Linked DNA regions of Mus musculus: region 1 is linked to region 2. Evidence: chromatin contacts called from public HiChIP or PLAC-seq data. All regions are on one chromosome and are shown on one strand. The core of a region is the stretch at or near the end of the contact, and the rest is flanking DNA. Distances in the headings are between cores, read along the strand shown.

Region 1 (3,044 bases), core at 225-2,724, 570 kb after region 2:
GTTCCATAGGTCTCTATGAGAGTCCTGGGATCTAAAGAAAGGATGTCCTTGGCTATCTTCTCTGTCTATCTGAAACAGGTCTCTTTTCACACTTCCCTACCCAGGTGTGTTGACACCCCAGGTTGAAGGCTCAGACACCATAGTACCCTGTTATACCCAGCATGCCTTCTGTTTGTGACAGGCTTCTGTCTGCTGGCTTGTGAATCAGACCTCTAGTGCCCAGACAAAGCTTATTGTGGGGGCTCTAGGTCTCCTGAGTAATATGTGACAAGTGTCAGTGACAGTCACCATAAGAAGAAAGAGAAATGGTGTGCGCTGAGGCACCCGAGTGGTCATCCAGAAAGCATCATTAACAGAAAGACCAAAAGCCAAAAGCCAAAAATTCTGCGTCATAAAGAACATCTGATTAGGAAGAGAGCCCTGGCCCCCCTTCTTCACGAGAGGGAGCTAAGGTCAGCTTTGAAAATATGCAGCCTCAGCACACTGCCGGCAAACAGCTCCCTCCATGAACTTGGTCTCAGGGCCTCTTTGCTGTGATTGTGAACATGTGGCTACTTCCCTTAGAAGGAAATGGTTGTTTCTTATTCAACCTACCACACCCGGCCCCCGCTACTGCTTTGTTTTAAAATAACTTAAAACGAAAAGGAAAATTAAAGTTACAGAAACAAAAAGGGGCCATTCTGAACCTCACTGTTCCTTGACAATGCTTTGCACTTGGGTCCATTGTCTTTATCCCTCTCCCTAGGGCAGTGGTCCGCAACCTTCCTAATGCTGTGACTCTTTAACAGAGTTCCTCATGTTGTGGTGATCCCCCCAAGCCATAAATTATATATATTCTAGATAAGCACAGGTATATAGTCATATATACAAGCACATCTATATATAATCATATAATATGTGTATAATTTTGCCACCATTGTGAATTATATTCTTTTTCAGTAGTTAATGAAGCTGGCATTCTTGAGCTGAGCGACTCCTGGGGTCTTTCCTATGTTCCTGTTCTCTTACACTTTATGAAGCATTTTGTGTTCGTGTTCAGGTGCTGGGTTGCCTCTTGTTTTCTCCTCTGTTAACACCTAATTCAGGCATCAGGGTCGTGTCAGCCCCCTAGTGAAGTGGAGGCTCTGAGTATCCTAAGACTGTGATGGCAAAGACTCAGGCAGGGACTTCAGTAACCGACCAATACATATTGCCACATCCTCCGAAAGAGGACCAGTTGTCCCATCTGCAGCTGGGCTGAGAGAAGTCCTTCCTCTGTGAAGCCCCTTGAGGCACAGACCTCTGGCTTTTCATCTCTCAAGCACCCTCCACACAGCCTGCTTTGATCAGGCCCTGACATCCCAGCATCTCAGCCCGCAGGCCTGTAGCTCCCCAGCAGCTGGAGCTGAGTTGGAGAAAGGGCTCCGGGCTGTGGCACAGTCTGAGCACAAATGGCTGCTCTTGGGGCTAGCCCATGGACTCCAGCCAGCCTGGGGCAGGAAGTAGGTCCCAGGTGCCAGCACTCAGCAGGGTGTGCAGCCTCCTAATGTATGGAAAGAGGTCAGGTTGAGGCTGCGCTGTCAGACTTTCCAGGAACAGGCTCCATGCATTATCTGTGTGGGAGGAAGGAAGTGGTCCTGGGAGGGGCAGATAAGCCCTCTGCCCCACAGGAAGGGTGAATATTCCAATCACCCAGGCCTCTCTTTGCCCAGAATCTGTGGGCGTAGGTTAAGGCTCTGGGAGACCCACCTATTAGGGCCACACATAGACAGATACACTTCTTGAACAAGGGCCTCTCACTTAGAACTTGCAGGGAAGCAGATAGAGGTATCCACCTTAGACCTGCCTGCGAGGCATGGACAGCTCGGTAGGTACTCACAGGCTGGCACACACTGATGCACTCTGACACACTCTGGCCACTTAGCATCCAGCACTTTCATGGATCTCTATGGTGCTCCCATCCCTGCTGGACCTCAGGGGTCCTGAGGCTCCTTGCTGGCCTCTCCTGGGTCTTCTCTTTGCAGAGTCCTGGCTTTTGTGTCTATTGCCTGTCCTGAACAAGTGCTTCTTCTCATGTTGGGCTCTGAACGTGAAGTGCCACCACCCCAGAGCCACCAAGTCAGAACTTGGGAGGAGTGGGTCTCCTCTCTTTCTAGGCCCTGGTTCATTTCCTGGTCTACTGTGATCCTAGGCTCCAAGGGCTTCGGCTTCCCAGCCTGCTTCTTGGTGTCTCCACATCAGATAAGAGCCTTCCCTTAAATTCCATGTCATTTTGGAGCAGTTATCTACTAATTCATCACCAGGCAAATTATCCTAGCCTGATATCTCTACAGATTAGACAGGACTGAGGAATAAAAGCCTGTCCAGGCTTCTCTAGGACCTGAGAAGAGGCTTGGGCAGCCTCCTTGTCCCCAGGATCTGGGTCAGGGGAACTCTAGCCTAGCGTCTCCTTGGGGAGCTCAGGAGGTGTGATGGAAGCCTCAGGCCAGACTGGGGTTAGCAGGGGTCCCCGTTTGCCATTGCTAAAAACAGTGAGTTCTGGAGCAAGCTGGGCCCAACACTTGAGGAGTCTAGATAGATGCACACACTTGTGTGTGTGTGTGTGTATGTAAAGACATATGCCACGGACAGACATAGCATGCACGTAAACATGCATATGTGTATACACGTGCAAGCTCATATATGTTCATGCTACAATTAATGCGCATGTTGTATGTGTGTATGTGACGAGACTCTGTGTGTGTGTGTGTGTGTGTGTGTGTGTGTGTGTGTGCATGTATGTGTCCGTTTGGCCTGAGTATGTAGTATGTACATGTGGATATGTGTATGTACGTACACACGTATTTTCAAGTTCAGGAGCCACACCCTTGAGTAGTGTAGAAATGAACAGAAGTGATCTCCAGAGCTTTGCCTACAGCTGGTTATCTGAAACATTGGAAGAACAAAGCTGACCATGTCTCTTTCCCTGGGCTCTCGAGTTCCCAAGAGGCTCATTAGGGAAGATGGAGGAATCTTGGCAGCTGGACGGCCTCTGGGATCATATGTATGTGAGTGCACACACACAC
Region 2 (2,903 bases), core at 97-2,596:
TAAACAAGCAGAGGAAGTAAATCAAATGTATGGTATACTGCCTAGTCGCTTCTCATTCATCAACAGACCACACACATGGAAATGGTCCTTTGCTCTGCAAGCTTACTGTACAAATCCATCCATGGATACATTTCTAAGTCTGTATCTCCACCACTTAATGTAACCATGTAGCTAAGTATCGATTTCTTCTTCCTCTTCCTCCTCCTCTTCCCCCTCATTTGATATTTCTGAGATAGGGTCTCTTGTAGCCCAGGCTGGCCTTGAACTCAATAGAGACCAGCCTGCTTCTGTTGCTCCAATACAAGGATTATGGTGTCTGCTGCCATACCTGGTACAAGAATTACCTTTTATGGTTTGCCTGCAGACTCCATCCCCCTTCTCTATTTTACTGTCTTCAAAAGAAGAAAATATCGGTAATCCTTACTAATGGCTACAATTTGCAGGAGACCTGCTGAAGCCAAGTCATGGTGAACACGCAAACACCAGGACTGGGATTTTTTTTCTACATGCACAAATAAAAGGAAGATAGGTAGATTTAATCTCAAATATATCTATACTCATTAAATAGATTAAACATTTTAACACTCTAGTGTGTGTGTGTGTGTGTGTGTGTGTGTGTGTGTGTGTGTGTGTGTGTATGGGGTGGGGTGCATGCATGCCTGCACATATGTGTAGGTCAGAGGGCAACTTGCAGGACGGGTTTTTTTTTTTTTTACCATGCAGATCCTAGGGATCCACACAGATTCACATTCAAAGCATTTTAAATATTTATATGTATGAGTGTTTTGCTTGAATATGTGTGTGTGCACCATATACTTGTCTGGTGCTGTGGAACTGATATTACAGGCCACTGAGTCAACATGTGGGTGCTGAAAGCGGGACATGGGTCCACTCCATTAAGTGCTTTTGACCATTACGTCGCTAGTCTCTTCAAAGCAGTCTTGACATGTTTGCAGTTTTACAGTGTGGGCATGAGAAAGATGCTCTCGGGCCTGGCATGAGCCTAGGTGGAGATACTCTGCTTACACGGATGCTTTCTGCCAGTGGGTTTTCCCATCTCCATTCATGATCCCATGTTCTATGTCCAAAAAGTACCTCTCACCATCGTTACCCACCCGACTCAAGACCTGGAGTGGATTTCTGCTAAGGTCTCTTCTCAGCTCCGGGATGCTGCACAACAAGCTTGATGAACACCTATTTCAAATGGATTGAGTCACACCAACTTCCCACACTCCTTCCCACTCTTTGAGTCAGAAGTCGGCTTTCCACAGAAGGTTCCCGAAGGACCCAGGCTGTCCAGTGTGACTCACTGTGGTCACCCTGTGACCCACTTTCCACTGTGAGCTTTGGCACAGTGGATTCCCAGGGCACTCCTCTGTCACCACCGCCACTGCCTCCTCATGAGAATCGAGGCTCAGTGGAGCGAGCCGGTGTGGACAATGTTGAATTTGGCCACTATGCCTTTGGGCGTGGATGGAGGGGTTAGTGGGAGAGGCAGGCCCTTCGGTTCCCCAGGGCTCGCTGGATCACTCCCATCCGGGCTAAGGTTGCTTCTGCAAGTTGAGCATCTGGGAAGAGGGGTGCTGCGGGTGAGCGACTCATCCTAAGGCTGAGAATGCATCGGGTGAGTCCAGAACTGGAGCCAAATTGCCTGCCTCTGAGCTGGTGGCTTGCCACCCGAAAGGTTAAGCATTTTCCTTTACAAGACCATTTTGAAAATCCTTAAATGGGTAGTGTTTTTAGCAGTGTTTTTGCCCCTGGCTCCTTTAACATGTAGGGATTAGGTGAGGAGCTCTGGCTACTCAGAGACTGACTTCACCATGCTGCTGAAGTCAATGGTGCTCCCAGCAGTGAAGGGTTTGACTTTACCATTGAGCACAATTAAGTGCTCCCTCTACGCAGAAATACACAAGGGAGAAAGTACCGGACATAGGACTCTGCTAAGCAAGGGTCGTGGGTGATGACATTCTGTTTATTGTCATGTGGTTACCTATGAGCTGCTAAAAAACAAACAAACAAAACAAAAAAACCCCCAAAACTAAGAGAAACAAGCACGTCCCCATAGATGCGAGGATGGGTGCCCAGGTGGGGATGCTGTCCTGTATCCTTGCTTGCAACTTTCCATTCCACGGTGACAATGAGGCAGAGAGGTGAGGGATGGGTCCTTTCTGCATAGCTCTGGGTTAGATTATTATGGGCTGTGCCAGTCAGGAGATCAGACTCTGCTATGAGTTCATCCTGTTTGGACCAAAAGCACGTTTTTTTAAGTTTCTGAAAATTTTTACTTTGACACTGATGACGTGCAGCTTTTGTGGGCGTCTATGGACACAACAAGGCCATATCCATCTCTCACATGCCAGACAACCTCAAAATCGACCTGCAGCAGAGATGCAAGTCTTTTTGTGGTATCTCCTAGGTACTGGGCATCTGTCAGACTGTGATGGGGGCTCAGGCCTGCTCCTGCCTCCATCAGAAACGTTTGAAGCCTGGCTTTCCCCAGTCACAGACATGTACTTCTTAAAGGGAGTTGTGATCGTAGCCAACAGTGTTCCATTAGTGTCCCTGCTATGTGTCAGGTGCCCAGGGTGAGAAATGTGACCTGGATAAAGGGGTCCATGACAGTGTCAGTCCCCGAGGGTGCTGAGCAGCCTTGGGAACTAGATCTTTGAGGACAGACCTCTAGACACAGTGAGGTCCAGGAGCACAGGCTGCCTCTGATGGAATGTGCTCCATGGTATGTGTGTGTGTGGGGTTAGTGCCGGGCTGTATCCATAAGGGGCCATGTTGTACCTCTTCATGCAGGACCATCTGGACTTCGCATAATGTACCTTTGAATAGAGTTCATCTGGTTAAAATACTGACCAGCGATGTCTCCAGTCCTTACCTTGTGCCACCCTTTCCAA

The links. HiChIP or PLAC-seq counts read pairs in DNA pulled down with a chosen protein or histone mark.
Region 1: an HNF4G HiChIP or PLAC-seq map of pancreatic cancer cells shows a contact between it and region 2. The contact joins two enhancer-like sites.

Annotation. Positions count from the first base shown.
Region 1 is chr10:77,214,292-77,217,335 of GRCm38.p6, forward strand. All of the region lies in intron 1 of Gm35837 (a long non-coding RNA gene), which reads left to right. Among named protein-coding and RNA genes, the nearest start is that of Gm40704, 4.8 kb to the left of the region's middle. Within about 2 kb of position 1,475, at least 49 of the 459 cell types and tissues checked have an H3K27ac peak or open chromatin away from gene starts, as enhancers often do. A contact at or near this core is called in pancreatic cancer cells, where this site is marked.
Region 2 is chr10:76,647,570-76,650,472 of GRCm38.p6, forward strand. All of the region lies in intron 1 of Gm51774 (a long non-coding RNA gene), which reads left to right. Among named protein-coding and RNA genes, the nearest start is that of Gm51774, 6.0 kb to the left of the region's middle. Within about 2 kb of position 1,347, at least 45 of the 459 cell types and tissues checked have an H3K27ac peak or open chromatin away from gene starts, as enhancers often do. A contact at or near this core is called in pancreatic cancer cells, where this site is marked.